Linked DNA regions of Mus musculus: all the other regions are linked to region 1. A link is a contact called in public HiChIP or PLAC-seq and promoter capture Hi-C data. All regions are on one chromosome and are shown on one strand. The core of a region is the stretch at or near the end of the contact, and the rest is flanking DNA. Distances in the headings are between cores, read along the strand shown.

The links. Promoter capture Hi-C pulls out the DNA fragments that hold promoters and counts their contacts. HiChIP or PLAC-seq counts read pairs in DNA pulled down with a chosen protein or histone mark. Capture Hi-C pulls out chosen DNA fragments and counts their contacts.
Region 2: an H3K27ac HiChIP or PLAC-seq map of thymic regulatory T cells shows a contact between it and region 1, with 6 times the contacts expected there. The contact joins the promoter of Gata3 here to the promoter of Rbm17 in region 1. A contact is called at or near these places in 1 of 39 promoter capture datasets (liver) and 1 of 115 datasets of contacts at active chromatin or transcription factors (thymic regulatory T cells).
Region 3: a contact with region 1 is called in a promoter capture Hi-C map of liver, with 3 times the contacts expected there. The contact joins the promoter of Taf3 here to the promoter of Rbm17 in region 1. A contact is called at or near these places in 4 of 39 promoter capture datasets (embryonic stem cells, hippocampal neurons and liver) and 1 of 484 Hi-C or Micro-C datasets (liver).
Region 4: a promoter capture Hi-C map of adipose tissue shows a contact between it and region 1, with 3 times the contacts expected there. The contact joins the promoter of Atp5c1 here to the promoter of Rbm17 in region 1. A contact is called at or near these places in 12 of 39 promoter capture datasets (the 3T3-L1 cell line, the HPC-7 cell line, HPC-7-derived erythroid cells and 7 more), 1 of 115 datasets of contacts at active chromatin or transcription factors (acute myeloid leukemia) and 2 of 9 other capture datasets (adipose tissue and liver).
Region 5: an H3K27ac HiChIP or PLAC-seq map of embryonic stem cells shows a contact between it and region 1, with 5 times the contacts expected there. The contact joins the promoter of Sfmbt2 here to the promoter of Rbm17 in region 1. A contact is called at or near these places in 4 of 39 promoter capture datasets (cranial neural crest, hippocampal neurons, liver and 1 more), 2 of 115 datasets of contacts at active chromatin or transcription factors (astrocytes and embryonic stem cells) and 1 of 9 other capture datasets (pancreatic islet).

Annotation. Positions count from the first base shown.
Region 1 is chr2:11,601,657-11,604,616 of GRCm38.p6, reverse strand. It overlaps Rbm17 (RNA binding motif protein 17), which reads left to right and starts at 1,418. Exons shown (of 12, transcript NM_152824.1): 1 at 1,418-1,532.
Region 2 is chr2:9,877,114-9,880,073 of GRCm38.p6, reverse strand. It overlaps Gata3 (GATA binding protein 3), which reads left to right and starts at 1,474. Exons shown (of 6, transcript NM_008091.3): 1 at 1,474-1,669; 2 at 2,090-2,722. The coding sequence starts at 2,485.
Region 3 is chr2:10,047,088-10,050,047 of GRCm38.p6, reverse strand. It overlaps Taf3 (TATA-box binding protein associated factor 3), which reads left to right and starts at 1,439. Exons shown (of 7, transcript NM_027748.3): 1 at 1,439-1,813. The coding sequence starts at 1,648.
Region 4 is chr2:10,078,999-10,081,958 of GRCm38.p6, reverse strand. It overlaps Atp5c1 (ATP synthase, H+ transporting, mitochondrial F1 complex, gamma polypeptide 1), which reads left to right and starts at 1,449. Exons shown (of 10, transcript NM_020615.4): 1 at 1,449-1,611. The coding sequence starts at 1,556. It overlaps Kin (Kin17 DNA and RNA binding protein), which reads right to left and starts at 1,347. Exons shown (of 5, transcript NM_025280.2): 1 at 1,215-1,347. The coding sequence starts at 1,328.
Region 5 is chr2:10,368,930-10,371,889 of GRCm38.p6, reverse strand. Sfmbt2 (Scm-like with four mbt domains 2) reads right to left here and starts at 1,439. Exons shown (of 23, transcript NM_001198808.1): 1 at 1,338-1,439.

The DNA.
Region 1 (2,960 bases), core at 169-2,668:
AGACCAGGCTGGCCTCGAACTCAGAAATCCCCCTGCCTCTGCCTCCCGAGTGCTGGGATTAAAGGCGTGTGCCACCACGCCTGGCACTTTCAGAATTATTTGAACACTTTCTTGTAAATCAGATTATAATGTTGGTGTGTTCACTTGTGTAAGGTCCACCTCCACAGTTTTATGATGGCTATTCCTGGTTTTCAACTCGACTACATCTGGAATGAACTACAATCCAGAAATGGAGGGCACACAGGATCTTGAGGCTGGAAGACACAGGCTGCTGACCCAGATCTTGACATGGAGATCATGAGACAGCCCAGGCAAGGTAGTGCACAACTTTAATCCCAGGACACTGAGGCAAGCAGTTCTCTGAGTTCAAGGCCAGCCTGGGACAAAGCAAGTTCCGGATCCAGGTGTGGAACTTGAGGACATAAAGACATTGGGAGAAAGAAGATTGACTCACTCCTCGTCACCTTCTTGCACTTACTTGACAGCATCTCTGTTGGAACCGATTTCTTCAGATTGTAGCTTAGACAGAAGACCAGATGAAACAACCTACTTCGTGGGACAGAGCAACTACTAGATTCTTGGGTTTCCCATTCACAGCTGCCCATTGTCAGGTTAGTTGGACTGCAGAGTGTAAATCATTGCAATAAATTCATTTAATATATATAGACAGTCTATAGGTCCTCTGACTATAGAGAACCCTGACTGATACATTTTTCAGCTTGAATTCACCACCACCACCACCCTTTGCGGGGGGGGGGGGGGGTTGTTGTTATTGTTGCTGTTTTTCAAAATAGGGTTTCTGTGTAGTCCTGGCTGTCCTGGAACTCACTATATAGACCAGGCAGGCTTTGAACTCAGAAATCTCTGTCTCTGCCTCTCAAGGGCTGAGATTAAAGGCATGGGTCACAACTGTCCAGCTATAGCTTGAAATAATTTTTACATGCAACCAAAAATATGGGGAAAACATATTTACACAAAGCCCTGGTTTCTCTGACCTTTCTTTTGCCATTTGCTGCATTTTTATTCCAAGCGAGCAAGGTTTATAGTGTTTACATTCTTTCTCTGAAGACCTAGCTCAGTGTGTGTTTTTAATGCTATTAGATTCTGCAACATCTCGCCTGCAAATTTATTTCCACCATTTAGTATATAAGGGAATAGTTGGGAGTGAATACCTGGAGCCTAGTAGGGGATTCGGCTCCTACTCCAAGGTCAGAAGGCACATGAATCTCGAAACCTTGTGCCAATGGCGCCATCTCTTGGCCGGCAGAGAGGAGATGCAATGTAGTCCTCCCGTCAGCAGGGTGCAGTGCGAGCCGGAGAGTGCAGCTTTGCTTCCGCGAGTCACACGCAGGCGCAGACGTGGACTCCCGGCAGCCTCCGCTCTCTTACCCCGCGCGGTGCATCCCTTTGCGGACTCCGTGGAGGCTCGGCGCTGCGGCGGACTCCGGCGGTGGGCGGGCTTCCGCGCAGGGCGGCCGGGCTCCGCGCTGCCGCCGCCGTGGCCCATGGGCACAATCGTCTCGGAAGGCCGGGTGAGTGGCGCCGCGGCGGCCCTGGCAGGCGGTCTGATCCGGAACGTAGACTCGGGTGTGCGCGCCTTCACGGATGCGCTGGACGCGAGGCCGCGGCTCTAGGCCGCGCCGTGAGGGGCGCGGGGATGCGGGCGGGGCACCCCGAGCTGCCCGGGGGGTTCCCAGCCCTCCACGTTGGGCTCCTTCAGCCTGCCACGTTCCACCGGGCCACCTAGATCCCCCCTTCACCAGTCCCGATCCTCTTGACAGTGAAGAAAGTACCTTTCTCCTCTTCATGGCCCATGCCCAGACCAAGTTGTTGGGTCGCAAGACCGCAGTAACCCAGACTGCGTCGGGCCTCAGGAATGGAGAAGCCAAAACACAAACCCCAAAACTTGTTTCCTTCCAGAGCACCTGAAGTGAAGGTTGAGGCCGTTGTCTCACCGGGACAGAGAGTGTCTGTTGTAACCCCCGGCATGCTCAGGCCTGCGCTAAGGGGAGTTTTAGCGTTCATGTCCCTCCGCTAGCTTTCGAGCTTCTTCTGCTTGGACCAGTTGTGCTCTGAATGAGTGCTGCAAGCTCAGTAAGGTGCTTCTCCAGGGGTTAGATCTCTAAGAAGCTCGTTGGAAAACCCAGGCCTGGATTGATCCGAAGAACCAGATTACAAGCTGGAAAGACCTGGAAGAGGAGTTTTATTACAAGTGGAAAGGCTGCACCTATGAGGAAGAGGGAAAGCAAGAGCAGAGAAGCGCTGTAGAGTATTCTGCAGTTTAAGGCTGTGACAGAGGATGAAGAGGGACTTAGAAGGGTGATCAGTCAGACCTTCCTTTGAGAAGTCAGGAAGGGGGGACCATTGACATAAGTTCTTGTTATAATTCTGCTTGTTCTGGGAATAGGTGAGGCCTGTCTCTCTGCAACAGGTGGCTCTTTTAAATCATGGGGACACATTTATACTGGGCTGAGCTGTAAACATTTCGAGATAACAAATTTTAGTAAATATGAGTAATGGAGCCCAGGGTGGCAATATGTCTGGAATTCCAGTGCTTGGAAGGTGCAGGCAGGAGATTAAGAGTTCCGAGGACAAGCCACACGTGGAAATCACATGTGTGATTTCCTACAGGCGTCATTTTTCTCCTACCATATGGGTTCTTGTTGACCCCCTGATTTGTTATTATGTACCTCCTCCCCCCCACCACCTGTCCCCCGCATAAATTTTTCACACATCTTTCCAACAGGGAAGAGTTCCCTCTAGTAGGTCATTCTACAAGTCTTTCAGAACAGTAGAGAAATCTGCTGCGCTGTTTGCTTTAGTTACTCTGGTTAGTTTGTTTTTAACAGTCCCTGGCCAATGGTATCTTGGTAATACGGATGGGAAATGTGAACTATCAGAGATGGCATAGCTACACACGGAAGGGTATAAATGATTCGGTAAAACATCATTAAGTCCTG
Region 2 (2,960 bases), core at 225-2,724, 1.7 Mb after region 1:
GGCTTCAAGGTAGATATTGATGGCTTTTCTCCACAGTAGAATAGAAGAAGTTACTTGGAACTTTTAAGAAAGGGCTTGTCGGGAATCCAAGTTTTGAATAAGTGGGAAATATTATGGGGTAAAGAAATGAAGAGGGGATGACGCCTTCAGTTCCAGTAACCCTCTAAAGCCAAGCTCTCTGCCCTGGAGGGTGGAATGGGAACACCTCTTACACTGCCCTGGGGTGCACCCGAAGTCTCTTTCGGACCTTGCTCATCCGGGCAGTGTTTTCTGGACCCAGGCTGCAGAAACCTCAACGCCACTAGGGGATGCAGTGACTCAAAGGACGGAACAGGGCCGCAGAGGTTGGAGCCCGTGGGGCGGGGCGACTGCGGCCCGGTCGTGGTATCTCCCGATGATTGGTCCTTACAAATGGCCCCGCCCTCGTCCGCCCAGCCTCTCTACTGGGCGTCTTCCAGCCTCTCTCCTGTGTCAGCTTGCGGCCCTCCCACCAGACCCTGTCCCAGAGACCCAAAATGTCCAGGGAAGTTGCGGCTGGGTCCACCCCGGAGGTCAGGGTTGGATATTATAGAGGGGACCGTTTTCCTCGGGTGAAAGCAGAATAAAGTAGCACCCCGAGCTAGGCGAAGAGAAAAGTTAGGCTATCGCAGCAAAGATCAAGTTAGTTGTACACGGTACTTCGGGGACCAGTGAGCCTAGGTCTCGCTAAGCCAGCTTTTTATGCATCGCGTTGTCACTAAGGTCAAAAGCACACATTGATGATATCATTAGATCCGAAAAAGACAGCTGCAACAGCTGACGCTGTTCGTTCTGGAGAGGTTTGGGAAAGCAAGCAGAGACCATAACAATAACGCGGGCGTCCGAATCAAAGCCCAGGTCCTCCGCGCGATTCAGCAGCCTCCCGGAAAGCTGGTTCGGAGGCAAATCTTCAGTTACTTCGCCATGAAACTTTTCTAATCTGTTTTACATGCACATAGCCCCTAAGCTGATATAAACTGAAAAACGTTCTGGCTTGAATCCTAATTTAAAAGTTTGCTCATTTTTAAAAAAGTATCGAAAAGTCTGCTTATGGAAATTAGCTTTATGAATGGGGCAGCCGGGTTTCACTCGTACGGAATAATCTACTGAGCCCGAATGAATCGGCTTTGCTACATTTAAAGGGCCAGAGAGCGAATTCCCTCCTGCCTGTCCCCTCTGCCCCAAGCCCGGGCGGGCCTCGCCCACCCTGCCCGCGGCCCCTCTGCCCTAGGCGGCCCTTGGCGGCGCCCCTTTCCGGTCAGTAGAGGGGCGGGAGGAGGGGCGGCGGTGTGCCGGGGTGGGTGGGGGGGATGGGATGGGGGTGGAGGTGAAGTCCTGGAGCGGGTTTGGGTTGCAGTTTCCTTGTGCTGAGGATCGTGTCCCCTCCTGCCAGCGCCAGGCTCCTCCCCCTCGGCGCGGATGACACTAGAACCTCCTTAAGTTGCGTCGCGCCACAGCTGTCTGCGAACACTGAGCTGCCTGGCGCCGTCTTGATAGTTTCAGAAAGAATGCATTCCCTGTAAAAAAAAAATACTGAGAGAGGGAGAGGAGAAAGAGAGAGAGACTGAGAGAGCGAGACATAGAGAGCTACGCAATCTGACCGGGCAGGTCACACGCCTCCTCCTCCTCCTCTACGCTCCTTGCTACTCAGGTTGGTATTGTGACTTGTGACTTTTTTTTTTTTTTTAAGTTTGATATCACTCCCTCCTCTTGGAGGGACTGTTTGTGTGTGTGTGTTTGGGGGTTTGTTTGTTTGGTTTTTTGTAAACTAAAAGCTCAGCTTTCTCCTTTTGGAGGATTTGTAGTGGTTGGAAAGATCCTGGGGCCGGTGTCCTCCAGGGAGGACTTGTCCCCAAGTTTTAATTGCTTAGTCAGTCCTGGGCTCCTGCGAGCCTGGCTGTCGGAGGTGTGCTGCGGAGCTTGGCTTCTTTCCCTCCGGGTCTTCGCGTGCGTGTGCACGTCCCGGGTGAGTCGGCCCTGCAGGAAGCTTGCGAAGACCTAGTGCCCTCCAGAATTTCAGGTGTTAAAAGTTCTTACACCTCATTCAGGTCTCTCTTTCTCTCCCTTGCAGGTGATCGGAAGAGCAACCGTCTCTGAGCGCCAAGGAATCAGTGTGCAGTGTGGTCACACTCGGATTCCTCTCTCCCTCCTTTTTTTTTTTTTTTTTTTGACCCCTTTATTCCTCCGTGTCTGCTTTTTTTTTGGGGGGGGGGATCGCCCTCATTCTTTTCTTTTTCTTCTTTCCCTTCCTTTCTTTTGCTAAACTATCCCGCAAAGATTTTTCTTTCCTCCCTAAACCCTCCTTTTTGCTCTCCTTTTCTATACCCTTAACTGCAAACAAACCATTAAACGACCCCTCTCCTGGGCCTCCGACGGCAGGAGTCCGCGGACCTCCCAGGCCGACAGCCCTCCCTCTACCCGCGAGGGTTCCGGGCCGGGCGAGAGGGCGCGAGCACAGCCGAGGACATGGAGGTGACTGCGGACCAGCCGCGCTGGGTGAGCCACCATCACCCCGCGGTCCTCAACGGTCAGCACCCAGACACGCACCACCCGGGCCTCGGCCATTCGTACATGGAAGCTCAGTATCCGCTGACGGAAGAGGTGGACGTACTTTTTAACATCGATGGTCAAGGCAACCACGTCCCGTCCTACTACGGAAACTCCGTCAGGGCTACGGTGCAGAGGTATCCTCCGACCCACCACGGTGAGTCCACCTTGGCGCTGGAACCTTTTGGATCCGCGTTTGTTTTCCTGGGTCCACGAGACCGCCAGAGACCCTGGCTGGGCAGAGCAAGCCAAAGCTCCTAAGTGTGTTACTAGTTCATTTAAAAAAAGTATCGGGGGCCCGGAAATGGGCGAGGAAGCAGTGTCGCTGGTTGGGAGAGTTCTTCTTTTTTTCTTTTTTAAATAAAAGAGCGCACGTAGCAGGCACCTCTCTTTGC
Region 3 (2,960 bases), core at 190-2,689, 1.6 Mb after region 1:
GAGATTTAATTAAGAAAAGAAATCTCTCGCAAGTGTGCCCAGTCATTTGGGGTTTAGTTGATTCCAGATGTACTAAAGTTGACAACTGAGACTAGCCATCACAGCTGCCTAGAAACAATTTATTGGAGAGGGCACATAAACTTATATACTGAATAGTCAATGGTAGATATGGCAGGCACAACTAAGAAATGGAGTAGTTAAATATAGCCGAAGTAGGTTTGGTTTAACTCAGTAGTCACTGGGATTGGTTTGGCTTTAATTTGAAACTTTTTTTCCTGTTCTGTAACTAGCTCTGTAGACCAGGCTGGCCTTGAACTCAGGTATCTGCCTCCCTCTGCCTGCCCAGCACTGGGATTATTAATCAGGGTCTACCAGCAGTTGCCCAAAGTGCCAGTTACTGTGGAGGCTCACTTCAGTCCCAAAAGTCTAAGGGCAGATGTTGCAACATAACAAGATTGAGACTCACGGGGGGGGGGGGGCGGGCGGGGGCGGACGACGGGATGGACGGACGGGACAACCCACTATTTCAACCAAACCTATTTATCATCTCATCACAGTTTCTGTTACCGTCAGGCAAAATGCAACTAGGGCTGGAAGAAGCCCTGGGAAAGGCAAGCAAGCATTCTCTGGACAAAACCAGTCTCAAGGATTTACAGAGTATTCGACCTCTGTAGGGAACTGCATTCTCCACGTCTTGGATAGACTACGTATTGTGACTAGTAAGACGCAAACTAGAACTAGCTATAAACTGCACTAAAATAATATCTTGCTCACTACTGGGGAAGAGGGGGGCAGTTCCCACTAATTGAACACGTAGGCATTTTTCCTTAAAACCAGCCATATTATGAAGAGCATTGAACGACACAATGAACAACATGAGTTTATTAGCTCTGATTGTTTTTTTTAGAGCCGGAGTCTTTTTCGGTTTTTCGGTGACTCTAGTTGGCCTCTAGCTTATGATTGCCTCAGCCTCCTGAGTGAACATCTTGGATTTCACTCAAACCTCCCAAGTGGCCACTATTTCATTCTGAATACTATCTTTCATCTTTTAATTTCGTTTTTACTTTTTTAGATTTAAGTAAAGGAAAACAATCGAATCCGCGTTCTGCGGAGTAGCTTATATTCCCAATTCTCTAGTTTCACACTTGAATCTCTATCAACATTATCGATGTTAAGTCCTTAACATTCCACTGCCTCCCTGGTTTGCCCCTGAACACACCGAGGGTCACCTCTTACTTTTCCATCAGCGGGGAGAGAAAGACACCGGCACCTGTTGTCAGGGAGGCGCAGACTCCACCTGCGCCCAGTCACTCGGCTTCCGGCCGGCGTCCAGGCTCTAGAGTCGATCCCGAGACGATCGCTCTCCTCCCACTGGGCGGAGCCTGGGCCGCCTATCTCTCGGCCTTCTGCTCGTACTGCCTCGCCCCGGCGGCCGTCCAGCGGGAGGCGGAGCGAGTCCAAAATGGCGGCTCTCAGGCTGGCGCGCTCCGTGCTGCTGAGGCTTTGAGGTGGTCGCTCCGGGTCGGAGGGGGGACGATTTCCCCGCCGCGGGGCCCCCAGAGAATGAATCGGGGGCTCTGCTGAGGCGAGGCGGCAGGGCTGGAGAGCAGTGGCAGCGAAGGGCTGCGGTGGCGTCCACGCAGCGGGATGTGCGAGAGTTACTCTAGGTCGTTGTTGAGGGTCTCGGTGGCGCAGATCTGCCAGGCGCTGGGCTGGGACTCGGTGCAGCTCAGCGCCTGCCACCTCCTCACCGACGTCCTGCAGCGCTATCTGCAGCAGCTGGGCCGGGGCTGCCATCGGTACTCTGAACTCTGTGAGTACTGGGGCTGGGTTGCGGGAGGGCTGCCCCAAGCCGGTCACGAGTGACACCTTTGCCCCTCCGGACCCCTTTGGGCATCCCCTGCAGGGGTGGCGTTCCGAAGCCGGCTTCGACATGGGGATCCTCTCAGACTCCGACCGTCTGGGGGGCTTCCACCGTCTCCTGCGAACTCCAGTCATCCCTTAGGTGCCTCTTCCTCATCCGCTAACTTCCCGCCACCGGCAGGGAAGCGGGGTCCCGGCTCGCAGCCACACACCCTCTCACCGATGCTGCTCCTGGACCAGTGCTTCGGTCTCTCTCATTGTCTCGGGTCGGCTGCGGCCAGAGCCACCCCCAGAATGCTCTCCACCTCGCTCACCTTGGTCTTTTGCCTCCCTTGCTCGCAAACTACTACAACTAGTTGTCACAGGCGCTCCGTCTACCGGCCGTTTCTTACAAGGCTGGCCATTCCTGAGCTCCCAAATAGACTCGTTGACAGCTCCGCTCAGTCAGGGTCGCTGCCTTTTTTTTTTTTTTTTCTCCCCTCTCTATCTGTTCGTTTCACAGACTTCGCCTACTACTTTTCAAGGCAGGTTTTGTCGATTTCGCTGAATACCTTTCAATAAGCATCTCAGTTACGCACGGCGTCCTTCCTCTATGCTCTTCTGTTAGTGTTGATCTAAGTGTGATGGGAAGCATCACTCGGTAATTTGGGAGGTTTTCCGGGTACTCAGTGTCGCAGTATGTATTAACTTTTTTTTTTCTGGTTCATGTCTCTTTAATGAGATTAAAGGCTCCTGTGTATGTTTTGGGAGTGAGTAAAGATAGCACAGTCCTCCGTGTTGCCCCTCTTCAGGGCTCCAGCCCTTTCAGGTGTGTTCTAGGAGAGTGGGGACGGTCCCACATGGAGGACTGCAGTTGAAACTAGGGCTGAATCCTGGTGGCCAAGTAATACCCAGTTTCCCTCTTGAAACTACTTATGGGATGTCCCCACAACTAGAAGCCAGCCCCACGGGAGGAACTTGAGACATAGAATCTGGGGACAGTGTATTGACTTTTAAGTGAATGCCCAGTAGTGTCTTTACCCGGTGGTATTTAATGATTTGTAGAAGGTACAGATCATTTTATAGATGTGTGATTTTTACTGATGTATGAGTGTGTG
Region 4 (2,960 bases), core at 200-2,699, 1.5 Mb after region 1:
AGGACAGCCAGGGCCACACAGAGAAACCCTGTCTTAGAAAAACAATAACATGCACAGAGTTTTGCAATCCAGTCAGTGGCAGTGGGACTGGGTTCAGTCTGTGATGACTTACTAAGAAGGTGGCATAAGGTCAGTAAGATGGCTCAGTGGCTAAAGGCGCTTGGTGCCAGATGTGACAACATGACTTCAATCCCAGGACCCTCAAGCTGGAAGGAAATAACCATTTACATGTGGCCCTTTGATCTCCGTATGGATGTATCTGTTTGGTGCAGCATGCACACATGCATAAACACATACACCAAAATAAGATAACAGAAATATGACGCAGTGCATGAGGGCTCAGTGGTAGAGCATTTGCCAGGCATACATAAGACATTAAACAAAACTTGTAGCACTGCTTAATAAACAACCTCTCTGGTCCCCATCGCCACCACAAGACTACCAAGAAAGTATTAATATAAAGTAGGGTGGTGTATATCTCTGATATCAACCAGCACTTGGGAAGCAGAGGCAGGTCTATCTCGTTTTTTGGCCAGCCTGGTGAGGTCCAGACCAGCCAAAGTTACATACTGAGATACTGTCTCTAAAACAAAAATATGTATCAGATAATGTACAAGAATTTTTATTAGTTCTGTTATATTGGTGGCATTTTGGCATTAATTGAAAAGATAATACGATTACTTGTTATGTTGATTACACAATTAAGTCTTCAAGGGTGAAGGTATACTGATATTCATATATTTATATAATTTACTATATGATGTAAGCAAATATGGAAAAACACTTAGCGGTCACTCCTAGGTGCGATGGACTGCACGCCTGTACCTTTGGGAACCCACATACTGAAACTATAGGATAGCAGTAGCAAGTCGGGAATGAAGCATTTATGTCATGGAGAGTTCTTCTCTCCATGAAAAAACTCGGCGACAATCTTGCCGGTGGGTACAACTATTACCTCTACTTTACCAGTAGTGGCCAAGCCCATGTCACTATTAAGCGGAGCAACTTGAGTTCCTCGTCTTGACCGACCGACCCCACCAGGGAAGTCTAAATGTAAAACCTCAGTGCTCAGCCTAGCGATTGTAAGCGATCAGTGAGTGCTTGTCTGCGACCACTTCTCGTGGAGCTGGAGGGCTTCGCGCCGAGCTGGGGAAGACTGCGCCGGAGAGGGCTCCAAGCCGAGGGAGGGGTCGCGGCCAGCCTGAGTCACTTACCTCGTCGCGGCATTGCTTTTGGCACATCTGGCAGTACCAGCGAAGCTTCTGGAGCCCTTTGGACTTAATTCTATTGGCGATGGCCTTGGGGCTCAGAAAATCCGACTTGCCCATGGCGACCCTGAGCGCTACAACTACAAAGCGGTCGGAAGCGGAACTGGCTCAGCGCGGGGACAGGCGGGACCGAAATTGACAGCAGGAAATGGGTGGGGCCAGGGAACTCGCGGCTTCGGCGCTCACGAGATTTAGCGAGACCGAGGACGCAGGCGGAGCGGGCCGGGGCGCCTGAGCTCCCGCGCACGCGCACTGAGTCCCGTCTGCCCGACCTTCAAGGCTCCACCATGTTCTCGCGGGCGAGCGTTGTCGGGCTGTCGGCCTGCGCCGTGCAGCCGCAATGGTAGGACCACATCGGGAGGGATGCGGGGGCTCGGGCTTGCTGCGAGGCAGGAGGGATGGAGCTGCATGCTCACTCCTGGCGGAAGAAGGCCCCAGCTCAGGCCGCGGGGATGTCTGCAGAGCTGGAAGGTTGCGTGCCGGACCCCTGGTAGGGGTCAAAGAGAACAAGGTCACGGTCTGATCCCCTGAGACTGGAACGGCCATCCGGGACCTCGGGACCCGGACGGGATTCGGGTTGAGCTTTGGAGCCATCTGGGTTTCGATCAACTCCGTACTTCCGCTCCGTACCCGGGAGCACAGCTTGCAAAGTCTTTAGAAAGGCCCTGAAGGTGAAGGGGCGACCGGGGAACGTTTGGTTGTAACTTTTGGCTTTGAAGCCCTGTGAAACACTGCACGGGGGAGCAGCGTGACCCTTTAAGGTGTGATGGCTTGCTTGAGCTCTTTGGTAAGGCATTCACTGTGTAGCCATCCGACTCTTTGCTGGGTACTGGAGAAACGAAGGAACTCAAAATCAGCCCCCGCCTGAACCTGCTGGTCGCCTTGGTGCTAAAGGGGTTTAAAAAAATCTGCCGATGAGGAAGAGAAAGACATTGCCATTGTCATCATGCCCTCGTGTTGAAGTACAATCTCTGCAAGGTCATAAAACTGTCCCAAGGTCCCTCGGTAGGAGGAGGAGGCCTTAATACAGTTACATTTGTTAGCCTCCATTTGATAAAGGGATACCATAAGGTTGGGCGACTTTAAATACTAATCCTCTGTGCAAAATAAAATAGTTGTATATTAGAATGCCCAGGGAAGGTCAGGTAAAACGTGACTTATGGGTGACGTTGTATAATAACATGAACTACTTTGAAGCTAGACTGCTAGAAGAACTGGTGCTAAGGAGATTGTTAACTGTGGACAGTGTTTTAGTGGTTCCTTGTTTTTATGGTACAGAGGATTATTAAGGCGCTCCAGCACTGAACTAGGGTTTTGTAACCTAGGTTAGAGAACTGCCAAGAACTAGTTGAAATAGTTCTTTCATTAAGCAAAGAATTTGTAGCAATATGCTAAGACTCCAAAGTAGTGAGGCAATTAAATACGATAGATATGAACTATGTATTGGAAGAATGTTGGTGGTGCACACCTTTGATCTCAGCAACTCAGGATGCAGAGGCAGGTGGGTGTCTGAGTTCTGGGCCAGCCTAGTCTGCAAAAGGAGTTCCAGAGAATGTGTGTGTGTGTGTGTGTGTGTGTGTGTGTGTGTGTTCGTTCAGATGTTGTTAGATTAACCTTGGAAGTCAGCTTGAGTTACTTATATGGAGGTCAATAACAGTTGCATTCTCAGTTGTGTCTCCTTCAGCCAGTAGA
Region 5 (2,960 bases), core at 190-2,689, 1.2 Mb after region 1:
TTTATATGAAGACTCTCAAAAAAAAAAAAATCTGTTCTTGGGGGAGAGAAGAAGAGGTTTTCTTTGGGCCCGTACCACACCCAAAAATGCTGGGAGTTAAGTTTGGACTGCCGGGGATCTACCAGCTGCAATCTACAGGAATGCGAGTGACGAAGCTCGCTGGGCTTCTGGTGGGACACCTGGCCAGGACAGGTTCCCGTAGGGTGGGGTTTCCCTGGCCCATATCAAGAAAAACCAGGTCCTTCATGATCTATAGGAATGGAGCGGAAGATCCGCCCAATCTGATCTGCGGGGTCTACCCGCACTTTTTCACGGGCGTGGCGCAAGGGCTAATGAGCTTCCCGGGCCTTGGGCGCAATGGTGGTACGGAACACAAACGAAATGTCCCCTATACAGAAAAGCTGGAGATGCCCAGGTAGACAAAACTCACCGTTTATGAAGCTGGGAAGCAGTAGAGCGAATATAGAGCTGGTTCTATCGACTAGGAAACAGAAGACACAATTGCTCAAGGTCTTTGCCTTTACAACCCCGACTTCAAAAAAAAAAAAAAATCTTCCACTCCGTAGTCTTCTATTGCCCACCTATCCCTTACACCACTCTCCGAAAAAACAACTACATACTGAGATTTTTAGTCACCCTCCCTGATCCTAACATCCCAGCGAAATTCCCACACGTGGTTCCCTAGGGAGTGGTGAGGGCTAGGAACCGCCAATAGAGTGACGGGGCCAGAGGCTAACTTTGCGCGGGAGACATCACCAACTATGAGGCTTTAGGTCATCTGGAAGAATCTAGAAGGGAGAAGCGCAGAAATGGCTCTCGCCATTATTGGGCCTCAGGGGTGGGGGGTGGGAGGGAATGGTGGGCGAAAGTCAGAGATTCGGAAAGCGTGGTGGAAGTTACAAAAGACTGAGCCCTGCCAGTCTGAGAATATTTCCTTCACATTTTAGAGAATTCTTTAGCTCTAAAGCGTCTCGCCTTGCCCATACACCTCCGTTTAGTACAGAGCCATCTAAGACCCTGAAGGCCCCAGTCATTCGCTTATCAGTATTCTCTGAGGTTCACACTTTTATCACCCGCCGGAGTTTGCCACTCCCGAAGCTAGCTTCCCGGTGTCCAACTCTTAGGAACACCAATGTATTTTTTGAGCTCATCATCCTTAAGGTCGGAGACTCCTGACGGCAGAAACTTCTCAAAAATAAATTAATCCCGTCCCTGAACATTATTCATCCCATCTACACCCGCAACTGCTTCTTTTATTAACCCAAGGTGGTCTCAGGTGAAGAATCCGAGGATTCCAGAGTGTATGTCCAGGTTTAGGTCTCAAAGTCCCAACTTACCTCTTCTCACTCCTTCAACTCGCAGCTGATCCTTCAGAAAGAGGTGGGAAAGAGGCTCAAAGTCACCTTTAGAGGCTTAGACCCACAAGACCCAACCTGCGCTTCCGTCCAGGGGAGTGGTCAGGGTCCTGTCCTTCCCCCTTCCCTCCCTCCTCCCCCCAATAACCAAGCGCAAAGCACTCTTAGACCGGAATAGCTCTCAACTCACACTAGGTTGTCCAACCCAACTCTCCAAAGCCTCAGGTTGTGGTTGCGTTGGACGCCTTAGGCAGCAGAACTCCTTTGTGCGTCCTAGACCGCCCACCTAGCTCCCAGCTTCCCTACCAGGACTTCCGGGCAGCTCCCCTTTGGAAGGAAATAGAATTTTATCAGTCCACCAGCCACGAGGCTTGAGTTGTAACCTACCAACGCGGTAAGGGTTGCGGGTCTATTTCCTGGTTTAAAGTTACGATTGCCCACTGAACGTTGTTCCATCAAAATTTTTAAACACACACCTGATTATCTTACCTGATTCGACAAAGTAATTAAGCAATCTCTATATGGTTGATATTCAGACCCACATTATGTAATTCTGCCCAAGGATCTATAGCAAATGGCGCGGAGTTCCACCCACCCATTCATTCATTCATTCATTTGTGTATTTATCTATCTACCTGTCATGATTAAGAAATAAAAAACATTGCGCTGTCACTGCACGTAGTGGCCGCACTGTTTACACAAATTACTCCAATGATGTCTACAGCAAACGGTCTCCAAGTTCAATATCCTTTACTTTTAATTCACTCTTGGCACATGGCTTTTCTTATGTCCTTTGGCTTTTCTTTGTGATCGTTGCTCCTGCTGCTGTTGTTGTTTTGTTTTTTGTTTCTTTTTAACCCACCTCCCACTTTTATCCCAGGGCACCCAAAAGGCAATGAAAAGTGGCTAGCAGGTTCCCTCCGAAGTTAAAGGTACTCCTTCGTCCCGTTCCAATGCCGTCTAATTTCCACTTTCATTTCACAACCAGACCCTTTAGGGATGTGTGACTCCAAATGCGGGACCCACTCCAAATCAATAAAACAGTAACCACTGCCAAGAAATAAAGAAGTAGAGAAAGCAGAGACTGCCTTTCCAAAGACAAAATGCACTCCAACTCAGGAGAAGTCATGTTCAGTCTCACGATTAATAGTACTAAGTGATTCACTAAAAAATAATTAACACTTTCTGAAAAATCTCCCTTCAAATAAGTCTCTGATAGCACTGACTATATATGCTCTTGCATTCCTAAATTCTGGCTAAGCCATTCATTTCACCACTGTGTTAAAAAGTAATTAAATTAGTTTTGTTAACTGTAAGATATGTATATGCTCTTCCATTTCTCTAATGTCACAGAAAAAAATTAGAAAAGTTCACAGAGGAAAAGTTTCTCCTTTATATTCTGTAAATTCCTAAGAATCATGTCATGAGAACTTACAAGGTTAAAAAAAAAAACTGTGTGTTTATATTTATATTAGAGGCATGTAGTGGTTTAAATCTTGTTGCGTTATAAGTAATAAATAAGTGTTGTGTATTTGTTGAGCCGCATGTAGTCATTTTTTTTTACATGCTCATTTCCTTCAAAAGCAAGGAAGAATCCACTTTCCA